Linked DNA regions of Mus musculus: all the other regions are linked to region 3. The links are chromatin contacts, called in public promoter capture Hi-C maps. All regions are on one chromosome and are shown on one strand. Each heading gives the region's core, a stretch centred on a gene start, on an enhancer-like site or on the middle of the called end of the contact. The rest is flanking DNA. Distances are from core to core; before and after follow the strand shown.

Evidence for each region. Promoter capture Hi-C pulls out the DNA fragments that hold promoters and counts their contacts.
Region 1: a contact with region 3 is called in a promoter capture Hi-C map of liver, with 4 times the contacts expected there. The contact joins the promoter of Maea here to the promoter of AI839979 in region 3. A contact is called at or near these places in 1 of 39 promoter capture datasets (liver) and 1 of 115 datasets of contacts at active chromatin or transcription factors (pancreatic cancer cells).
Region 2: a contact with region 3 is called in a promoter capture Hi-C map of pre-B cells, with 2.7 times the contacts expected there. The contact joins the promoter of Adgrf3 here to the promoter of AI839979 in region 3. A contact is called at or near these places in 2 of 39 promoter capture datasets (liver and pre-B cells).
Region 4: a contact with region 3 is called in a promoter capture Hi-C map of liver, with 6 times the contacts expected there. The contact joins the promoter of Spon2 here to the promoter of AI839979 in region 3. A contact is called at or near these places in 3 of 39 promoter capture datasets (liver and pre-B cells).

Annotation. Positions count from the first base shown.
Region 1 is chr5:33,334,248-33,336,999 of GRCm38.p6, forward strand. Maea (macrophage erythroblast attacher) reads left to right here and starts at 1,325. Exons shown (of 9, transcript NM_021500.2): 1 at 1,325-1,398. The coding sequence starts at 1,330.
Region 2 is chr5:30,204,379-30,207,159 of GRCm38.p6, forward strand. Adgrf3 (adhesion G protein-coupled receptor F3) reads right to left here and starts at 1,344. Exons shown (of 14, transcript NM_001014394.2): 1 at 1,238-1,344; 2 at 1-23. The coding sequence starts at 1,327.
Region 3 is chr5:31,569,996-31,572,769 of GRCm38.p6, forward strand. AI839979 (expressed sequence AI839979) reads right to left here and starts at 1,402. Exons shown (of 3, transcript NR_102275.1): 1 at 1,189-1,402; 2 at 805-924; 3 at 1-435.
Region 4 is chr5:33,216,855-33,219,554 of GRCm38.p6, forward strand. It overlaps Spon2 (spondin 2, extracellular matrix protein), which reads right to left and starts at 1,384. Exons shown (of 6, transcript NM_133903.3): 1 at 1,094-1,384; 2 at 390-609. The coding sequence starts at 606.

The DNA of each region.
Region 1 (2,752 bases), core at 75-2,574, 1.8 Mb after region 3:
TACAAAAGACAACTTAATGTAGAAGTCATTTCCTAAGGAATGAAATGTAATTCCATTTTTAATTTTAAAAGCAGGCGAGGAGGGCTGGAGAGATGGCTCATGGGTTAAGAGCACATGCTGGTCTTGTAGAGAACTCAAGTTTAGTACTCAGCACCCATGTGCTTGTCTCACAACAATCTGTAACTCTAGTTCCTGGGGGATCTAACGCTCTCTTCTGGCTTCTGCAGAAATCATGCAAACGTGAGGTAGGTTCAATTCACCAAAAAAAAAAAAAAAAAAAAAAAAAAAAAAAAAAAAAAGCCATTCAGTTCAGATAAAGGGTTTTAGTGACCCTCAAGTTTATTGTCTGGCTACCAACAAATGGCCAAATTGAGTTCAAAATAGAAGAATTAGAATGTAGGTAAAAGGCATGATAATTAAGCAATCTCAGTCAAGGTGTGGTCTGGTTGATAGTTACTTCAATTCTGTTTTTCAGGTGGTTTAAAGAAGTCCTCATTGCCTTAGGGAACAGACTGATTCTCAGGTCTTGTGACATGTGCTGTAGGGTGAAGCCTACATCACAGATAATTGCTTTCACTCAGGAGCCCTGGAAGATCCACGTTGCTTAGTTTATCAGAAAGATGTTAACTGATCATTACTATTGCTCCAGGAATTCAACTTGACTACAAGTTTAGGTCAGGGACTGGACACCTTCAGACGCCTTTTGGACCCCAAATCAAGGATTCATCGCTTTTTCACAAATGCAGTTCCCAAGTGTTCCTTATGTTATTACTGGCAGGAAAGCACAGCTGCTCGATAGCCCCTCCCTGTCTTATTCTATTGTAAACATTCTTTATCTTTTATTGGGAAGCCCGCTCTTGGACGCCAGAGCTGTTAATCGGCGAAAATGGAGATGAAGGAAAGTAGTTCCCGGATGGCAAAAACCGCACCCCTAAGTGACCATTCAGAGATAACGGCCACCGAGCGCTGAGGCAGGGCCTGTGACCACTACGGGAGGCGACTTCGGAGGTGTGTGTGTGGGGGGGGGGTGCGACCACAACGTGAGTCGTCTCAGCCCCAACCCTCCGAACGTCCATGGCGTCGGGATCCCCGCTCTACTAAATCCGCATCTGCGGCCTACGCCAGCGGACAATTCAATGAGGAAGCCGCTCTCTAGAGCTGCCGGCGATTGGTCGAGCCCGTGAAAGATGATTGGCTCTGGCCTTCTTCCGCTCGGGCGGCCCGGTGACACGATTGGTGCAGACTCATAGCCGCTCCGCCTGCTCCCGTACGTAGCACGTCACTATCCGGCGTGCCCCGTACCCGCCTCCTCCGCTCGGCCGGCCCAAGATGGCGGTGCAGGAGTCGGCGGCCCAGCTGTCCATGACCCTGAAGGTGCAGGAGTACCCGACCCTCAAGGTGCGTTCTAGGCGCGGCTAGGGTCGCCACCGCATCTTGGGAGGGGTCGTGGTGGTGCAGGGGCTGGGTCGCTGCCGGAGTCGCTTCTGGAGGGACTGCACGGCCGGGGGCGGGGTCGGGGGCGGTGGGGCTGCGGCTCTCCAGCGCGATGGGCACGGGCCGGGGCCTCCCGATGGGGCCAAGGGGGACCTCTCGGTGTACTGTGACCTAGGTGGTGCGGGGCGACAGAGTCAGAGGGCTTCCGAGGCCCGGGCGGCGGGGCCTGAGCCCTGCCTCCCACCCAGCCTTCAAAGCCGAGAGGCTGCGGGCCGTGCGAGTGCGGGCAGCGAGGCCACGGCCGGGGCGGCGGGCACTAAAGAACCAGGGGCCCTGGACGCGGAGGTGGGTCGCGGCGGCCCCGGGGCGTCCTTCCGGAAGCTCGGCCTGGGGCGTGGCGGGCATGCCTCTGGTGCTAATTAGGGGGCCAGTGGGGAGCACTGGCGACCCGGTGGCACCCCGCCTCGCTGGGCGTCCCCAGAACTCCAGCGCAGCTCCTGCCCTTGGTTTCCGGGGCGTGACCTTGGGTGGTCGCTGCGCCAGTGCGTTCCTTTAGGACAAACGTTCATCCCCGCCGGAAGACTGGGAGGCTTCAGTTGCTAGAGGGCTTGATGGTACCGGATGGACTGCGGTGAAGTACCTGGGAAGAAAAGCCTTAAGAGGAAGAAAAAAATTCTTTGGTTCCAAGGAAGGCCGGCAGAGCCTTCGTGTTCTACATTCCTTGGCTGAGGTCTGGGCAGCTTTTCTTCTGGAGCTCTTGGCACCTCATCCATCTCTTTGGTGACCCAGTGGTTGTTTGGTGGTGGGTGGGTGGGTCGTTTAGCTAAGGTTGAAGACTACAGGTTCTAGGCGAGACCGCTTTTTCTGTGCTTAGGGAGACCCAGATTGTATGGGAGGCACCTGACTTCTGCTGGTGTTCCCTTGTCTGATGTAAGCCCTAGGGAGCACTTGTTTTCCTCCCCGAGGGTGAAGTGAGCGAGCTTATATTGCACATGGAAGTCTTGGCATTCCCTGGAAGGCATCTCTTGTCATTGTCCCTGTGACATCTGACTGCTCTGGAGTAGTTTGTCTTCACAGGAGGGCAGAAGCAAGGCCCAGCTGGCCTTCTTCTATAGTTGGTGAGCAGCCATATTTGATCAATGTTTTGTATCCTGTGCTTTATTTGACTAAGGAAGGGAGCAAACACCACCAGTCTTTTTTGTCAGATGTTCAAAATGTATGGCTTGGGGGAGTAGGAGGTACTTGTGACAGACCTCGGTCTTGTACGTGCTAGGCCAATGCTCTGCTACTGAGCTACATCCTCAGGCCTTGTTTTCTT
Region 2 (2,781 bases), core at 94-2,593, 1.4 Mb before region 3:
TTCCCTCCATATGGACTGAGCTCCTGGAAAGAGATAGAGGAGACTCTGAGGAGAGAGGCTGGTCTCAAGTTCCTGCCAGGGTACCCTCAGGGGCAGCCTGGCTACTCTGGTGTGACTTGGTCTCTTAGAAGTTCTTCTTTAGGCCAGAGGTCAAATGTAAGTATCTGGAGGGAGAAAAGGATGTTCAGAAACGGGGACAGGGGCACAATTCCAGGGACCCTGCCAGGGCCAGCAGCCTCACCTGAAACCAGGAACCAGGCACACCCTGGAAGTCAACATGCTTTGTTTAGCTCCTTCCTGAATTGACCTGTCCCTGGGCCTCTAGGCTAATTGAAATGGCTGGGTCCAGAGCTCCAACAAGGAGTCAGGGTCCTGCAAATTAACCCATGTTTTCCTCTCAAAATCCCATGTGTGTATGCATCTAAAACCAGATGGCAGCTCACACTTGCAATCTCAGCACCCAGGAGACTGAAGCAGGAAGACTGTAGCAAGTACAAGGACAGCCTGGGCAACAGAGTGAACCTTTATTTAAAAAACAAACAAACTAACTAACAACAATCACCCCAAAATATAAATAATAAAACCAGAAGGAAGCCAGACATGGTGGTTCAAGCCTGTACAATAATCCCAGTGCTTAAGATAATGGGGCAGGGGTATCCCTTACTTAAGATAATGGGGCAGGAGTATCCCTTACTTAAGTGCAAGGGTTCAAGAGCAGCCTGGGCAACACAGAAGATCCACACAGAAAATAAAAACAAGGAAGTACATGAAAACTAGGAGGATATAACACAAACAAACAAACAGGTGCAGGCAAGGATAGGCTATAGATAAGACATGCCACAGAGGAAGCTACAGATAGGGATATTTAGATCTGGGGATTGCAGTAGATTAGGAGCTGTAGATAAATAGATAATAAAATGCAAGCCTAGGCTCCACGCTTCTCCTCAGACTCTTTCCCATCGTCTATGCTAATAAGCTTCTACATCTGCAAAGGTTTTCTTCTCATTTCATTGTAAGTTGGTAGCCAAAAGAGCAGCAGGTGTCGTAGGGTGTCATGGGGACTCAGGTAAAGCTATGGAAGTGTCCCCTCACCCTGGGCAGGAAGATTGCCTTCTTGGGGGCAAGCTGGTCCCTTCCTTCCACCTTTCATCCTACACCCTGTGGTTCCTCACAACCTGTGGCTCTGACTGTGGCCTCTGCAGGTCTCCCCAGGGTCCTCACTCACCCCAGTACTTACTGATTGGGCTGTGGGGACAAATGTTGGCTCCAACTCCAGCAGGGGAAGAGTCACGGCCAGGAGCAGCTGGGAGAGAGCTAGAGAGGACATGGCTCAACGCAGCAGTCCCTAAAGCCCTCCGGCTGTTCCAGGATGCAAATTTCCTCCCCCCACCCCCCCCCACCCCCCGCCCCAGCTGGCAGGGCTATTACTGAAGGAAGGGAGGAAAGATCAGAGGGAGCCAAGGTGAGTTGACAGAGCAAGTGTCACAGCCTGTGATTCGGGCAGATATGCTTCCAGGTCACTGGGGCCACCTGGACCCCCACATGATTCTGTGAGAGGAGTGTGCCTTGGTTCTCCTGGGCAGGCGGAGGGGACACAGGTACCACGTCACAAAAAACAACAGGTCACAGAGGCAGGTTCAGGCATGGTCCCCAGGGCCTAGGAAACTTGGATCATTTTGGAATGCCTCCAGGAAGCTAGACCTTCAAAACTGAACCAAGGTTAGAAAAGACTATAAAGGGGGCAGCAAGATGCCTCAGAGGGTAAAGGAGCTTGCCGCCAAACTCCACAGCCTGAACTGGTCCCTGGAACACACATGGTACAAGAAAGCCAGCTCTTGTTCCATCAAACACCTTGAATCCGTCCCCTGTATTTGTATGTCAGAATACCTCAGGCTGGGTTGAAGAATAGAAAATTACTGGCCTCTTGTGAGAACATGAATTTTTTACCTCGGAGCCCACCCCCTCCCATCTAGAGATTGTTCCCAGAACACTCCTAAACTTTTCACCCCAAAACTCCTCACCCTAAAGTTTGAACCCTCCCAACTAAAAACTGTTCCAAAAACATTTTTGAGATAAAGGCCTCCTGGAACAACCTCAAAATGAACCAGGTACTCCTTAGTTACGTAGGTTCCTTGATAGGACATGACTCCTTAGTTACGTAGAATCCTTTGGCAGAACCCCTTGTCCCTTGGCAGAACTCCCTAGTGATGTAAACTTGTACTTTCCCTGCCCAGTTCTCCCCCTTTGAGTTTTACTATATAAGCCTGTGAAAAATTCTGGCTGACCGTCGAGACTCCTCTACCCTGTGCTAAGGTGTATGAGTTTCGACCCCAGAGCTCTGTGTGCTTCCATGTTGCTGCTTTATTTCGACCCCAGAGCTCTGGTCTGTGTGCTTTCATGTTGCTGCCTTATTAAATCTTGCCTTCTACATTTTATGTATGGTCTCAGTGTCTTCTTGGGTACGCGGCTGTCCCGGGACTTGAGTGTCTGAGTGAGGGTCTCCCCTCGAGGGTCTTTCAGGGTAATTTTTTGTTTTGATTTGTTTTACAAGACAAGGTTTCTCTGTGTAGCCCTGAATGTCCTAGAACTCACTGTGTAGATTGGACTGGCCTCAAACTCAGAGATCCATTTGCCTCTGCCTCCCCAGTGCTGGGATTAAAGGTGTGTGCCACCACAACTGGCAGGCAGGGTTTTGTAACAAATAGAAATGTATTTGGCTTACTGTCTTGGGTCTTGAGGGGTTGCATCTTTTGGGGGTCTTCACACGTGGCAGGAACATGG
Region 3 (2,774 bases), core at 152-2,651:
AACAGATTCAGGGACAGCCCTTGCTCCAGTTGTTGGGAGATCCACATGAAGACCAAGCTACATATCTGTTCCATATGTGCAAGGAGGCCTAGGTCCAGCCTGTGTATGCTCTTTGGTTGATGGTTCAGTTTCTGGGAGCCCCTAGTGGTCCAGGTTAGTTGACTTTGTTGGTCTTCTTGTAGAGTTCCTATTTCCTTCAGGGCCTGCAATCCTTCCCACAACTCTTCCACAAGAGTCCCCAAGCTCCATTTAATGTTTGACTGTGGGACTCAGCATCTGTTTCAGTCAGCTGCTGGGTAGCTGTCAGAGGAGTTATGCTAGGCTCCTGTCTACAAGCACAACAGGCTCCATATCCTCACTGCTAGGAGTCTCAGCTAAAGTCACCCCCATGGACTGGGATGGGTGAGACTCCCGGGAGCTTTACCATTTTGTCTGCTGTGAGAGAGAAGTCAGGAAAAACAAAAACAGAGCCTACTTAATTGAGTTCGGAACTTAAATCTGCCAGAACCCAATGCAGTGGGTGCCCTCACTGCCAGATGGCCAGCAGGTCCTTGGGAGTAAACCAGAAGACAGTTTTAAGAGGCTGTTGTTTCCCTAAGGACATAGCTTATAATCTGCCTGTGCTTGAAGTACTTGCACATACAGAGACTTCTTCTTTTTAAGCACATATTGATTAAATATAATGAGGCATACTGAGGTTGAGAGGAGAGATCAGGGAGGGAGGCGTCCATGCATACCCAGGGCTTTGAACAAGGGCTCCCCGACTCAAGGAAGTGCACAAACCCAAAATTACCAGGAACCTACCTGTGAGTTTGTTGTGGACAGTTTCTGGGATTCTGTGTAGCCTTTATCAGCATCTCTAAAGGGTCATTGTCCAAATATAGTTAAACAGACTTCGGACACGGAAGCGTTGGACTCCCATTCCTAGGCACAATGGCACAGTTTATAGCAGGTCCCTGTCAACCTCACTCCATCACCCCCTCAAATCCTTGCCTAGAAATCTATTCCAGCTAGCCTCCTTTTGCCCTACCAGGGGGAGGGGAAATCCGAAAGCTTATTTTTAGGCAGGCCCTGCCAAGACTCCCCGCAGTGGCTGGACTGCTGCTGGGCCTGAGGGGTGCCCGCGCCCCAGGAGGACAAGCAGTGTGCGGGAGGGGCCTGCGGGCACGAGCGGATGTCACAGCTTACCTCAGAGCCTGAATTAGAAGCCTGAAAAAAAAAATCACAGCAGGAAATAATGTGGTGCCCAAAATAGAAACATCAACCGGGAGAGAGGCCGGGAGTAGGTGGCGTTTGAGGCTCCTGCAGCGTCCTCCCCAGAGGCCTCCTGACAACCGGCAAGCGGGTTGGCATGAGATTGCAACCCAGCCCAAGAGGCCACAAAGGCACCGGCTGGATGTTTCAGCAAGGGAGAAGGAATGGGCAGTAAAGTGGAGAATCAGGACCGCCTCCTCTTCCCTCCCTCTCGACTTTCTCCTTCCTTCTCCAAAGTCTTACCGCCACCGCTGACCCCTTCCTCTTTTTCGGCATCATCCCTCAACCTTCTCCCCACACAATGACTTCTGCTTTTTTCCTCACTCTCTAGTGCCCCTTCTTCTCTGATACTGCCCCCACCCCGCTTCCTCCTTTCCCTCCCCACACCAAGCCCTTCATTTCTCCTGGGTGGTCTCTGCCCCAACCCGCCGCCCCCCAGCCTCCCGGTGCTTTTGGGTGCCTTCCTAGGTAACTAGTGGGAGCTCAGTCTAGCAGCAGCTAACTGAAGGTCAGCCTCCTGTGCCTGACTGCAGCCTGGCTGCACTGATCTCCCCTTCACCCCACACTCAGCACCCTCCACGCCTCTTTAGAGAAAAGGAGGCCCTGGAGTCTAAGGAAGATGGCAGGGTCAGGACTCCTTCCTCTGGGGCCTCTGGAGGGCTTGAGAGGAAGCAGAAACTTTGCAGGCAATCTTGGACTGTCTCTCCCTTCACAGCTGAGTTCCTGGTAGATTGCATGGTTTGCCAAATTTCCGTGTTTCTCATGCTGGCATGTGCCATTGGGCAAGGTATAAAGTCGGTGAGAACCAGACTTAAGGTCTCTCTGATGCTCCCCTTAACCTTCACCAACCCCGAGTGGGGAAACATCTGTGATCTCCTTTACAGTGGGAACTCAGATGCAGCAGGTGAGCTGGAGGATGGGGGACACTGGAGGATGGGGGACACTGGAGGATGGGGACACTGGAGGATGGGGGACACTGAGGATGTCTTTAATCTTAGCACTAGGTAGAGGCAGATGATCTCTAGGAGTTAAGAGTCCATCCTGGTCTACATGGTGAGTTCCAGGCTAGCCAAGGCTACATAGTGAGACCCTGTCTTTAAAAACAAAGGAAAGAAAAGTCGGAGTAGTAGGCATGCTGCATGTTTGTAAGAGTAGAAGGGCTGGGATCGAGGCACAGGGAGTGCAGCCCCTCTACTGACCTTGAACTTGGACCAAGTTCATTGACTTGGTATTTCCATACCCGGTTTTCTTCGTAACAAGATTTGTTTTTTATTATTTCTTTTCTGAATGTAAGCATGAGACATTCCATTACATATGTTGGGTAATTTCAATTATTAAAAATTCCCTAGGTGGGGCTGGAGAGATGGCTCAGCAGTTAAGAGCACTAACTGTTCTTCCAGAGATCCTGAGTTCAATTCCCAGCAACCACATATGTTCACAACCACCTTTAATGAGATCTGATGACCTCTTCTGATATGTTGGAAGCCAGCAACAGTGTGCTCATATACATTTTAAAAGGA
Region 4 (2,700 bases), core at 134-2,633, 1.6 Mb after region 3:
GGGTGGACAGCAGCAGGGCTATAGACTTTAATCCCACGGGGCTGTCCCCAGGGGACACATGTCCCTCTCCCCCTGCCCCCGCCCCCTCCCCAAATATCAGCTCCCTGACTGAATGGTAAGGAGCCACATCCACTTTGAACACAGAGAGACCGTAACATCCTTCACACTTATGTGGCTAAGACGCCTGGCTGGGTGACTGGTGTCCCCAGCTTTCCCGCAGCTACTGTGCCCTCCAACAGCCACTGGGACAGTGGGTATTTAGCAAGGGCTTCCTGTGTTGGATGTTTCTCAGATGACAGTGACTTGTACTGTGTGCTGTGAAGCCAGCAGGTACTGCTTCCTGCCCTGTAGCCTCCAGGATGAGGCAGAAGGAGGAAAGGTGCCCTTACCCAGCAGAGAGGACCACTGTGCAGGGGGCCGGAACAGGGGGTACTGCTTGGGAAATGCTGTCTGGCTCCACTTGCCAATGAAAGTGATGCTGTATCTAGCCAGAGGCCGGGCTGTACAAACCGATTCTCCCCCCAGCGGCTGGCTCGTGGTGGAGCCTATCATGGCCAGGAGGAAGACCCAAAGAGCTCTGCCCAGGGCAAGACTCACGTTTTCCATCACCTACAGCAGAGGGAGAGAAGAGTTGGCACCTTTAGTCCCAGGGCCCCTGTCCACGGAGCCCCAGGAGAGAACAGAACGAGCTCCCAGAGTGAGATGCCTGCAAACACACCGTTTGGTCCCCAGAATGTCCTTCGAGAGTTTCCCAGATGCCGCCCAGTGAAAAGGGCACCAGGTACGTGGCCGGTTTCACTGCTTGTCTGCAAGAATGTCAGTGTAACTTGTGAACTACAGCCCCCAGGACTGTAGTCCAAGGGACAAAAGGTCAATGGGTTTACAATTATCTCTGTCACACACCTCCTGGCCGCTCTACATTGTGTCCCCTGCACTGTGAAGTGCGCCTGGCTTGTACACTTCATGGACTAGCTGTGCATGGGGCTAGATTAGCAAAGCTGAGGTCATGCCCAGCCCCCAGGGTAGTCTCTGAGTGTTACAGATTGCTGTTCCAGGAGCCCCAGGCCCTCTTGAGATGTGAACAACCACTCACCTGGCAAAAGCGTCAGAGGCAGGCTGCTGGGCTTGTCAGCTGGAGGATTGGTCCCAGAGCTCCCAGATCCTATGTGTGCCCAAGGTTAGTGCCTCTGGCCAGCAGATAGGCCCCAGCTCTTCCTGTCTTCTGCCTCAGTGCCTGGTCCCAGAAAGTGCCAGAAGGGGCTTGAGACAAGGAAGCAAGAGGTTTTCCTGCTGCAGGGGTTCTCTGCTCAACCTTCTCACTAGTTCTGACTGCTGTGACCTGCTCCAAGTTGAGCTCACTCTCCGCCCCCTCGGGCTAACTGCTGCCCTGCCGCACCCCTTTCTTTGTCTTTCCCTCTCCCTTCCCTCTCTCCGCCCTCCTCCCTCCTCTCACAGGCTGTCTCTGGGTGGTGCTGCAAGGGGCTCTGTGTTCAGAGATAGGAGTCTGGGGCCAGAGGCCACATTGGTGCCCTGTCTGAACTTTGCCACAGATGTGGTCGAGATGTGACCCACATTTCTCCACTTGACAAATGTGTGTGTGTGTGTGTGTGTGTGTGTGTGTGTTGGGGTGCTGAGGAGCCCCAGATCTACCAGCTTAGCTGTAAAAGGCTTTGGGGCTCTGGGTTTCAGCCAGCCAGACACCTCTTTCTCATAGGGGTCTGAGGGCCCACTTGGCCAGCCGAAGGAAAGCAGCTCGGGGATTTCAAGCTGCTCCTTGGTCCACCTCCTCCCAGCTTCCAGGCCTCTGGTGTTCCTTTGGACTGGGTAGTAGATTCTGATGTTTACTGCAGTGCAGTGTCAGGGAAATACTCTCAAAACTACTGAGGAAGCCTAAGAACTAAGTAGAAAGAAGAGTGGAGAGAGACGACAAACGCAACCTCTGCCGGGTCCCCCACGTACCAAAATATCCAGGGAGCTGCTCCAAGACACATTCTGGGTTTTGGACCAAGTTAATGTTTCACTGTCAGACAGACAGTGAGAGAGAATAAATAGAATCTGCGAAGCTCAAATGCAAACAAAGAGAATGACTTCACCCTCATTTCAAATAAATAAGGCAGCCACATAGCGGCAACTGTGGACATAGCATTTAGGCACCAGGCCTAGAGACCAAAGACAGACTGCCCCAGAACGTCTCAAGCTGCTGGTGAAAGTCACCAAGAAGCCTAAAGCTTCTGTGGCTGTAGCTACCCGTGTGCAACTCACTTACAATAAGCAAGCTAGCCTGTGTTAACAGCAGTTGCTCAATGGCTTAAGCTGAGCAGCTGTAGGTCGCACATCGAGTAGCGATGTGGCATGGCTTGTCAGCAGTACATATTCCCACCGTGTGGCCAGAGAGAAGATGGTCGAACTGCTGTATCTACTACAGCTCATCCAACCGATGCAGAAGGAAGCCATGACGACAATTAAGCCTGCGTAAACACTAGAACAAGGACTTTCTTCCCCTTTTCAGATAAAGGCGCCCTAAGGCAGCTTAGAAAATCCCACTATGCCTCAACGGACAATGGGCGTAGACAGACGCTCTTATGAAATGGACTTGGCCCTGTGGACCCCGAGGGATCTTTACTGTTGACCTTTCATTCAGAGGCCTGCTCTCCTCTAATTTGCCTTGTGCTCTGTGACTAGCTATGGACCATGCTTGTC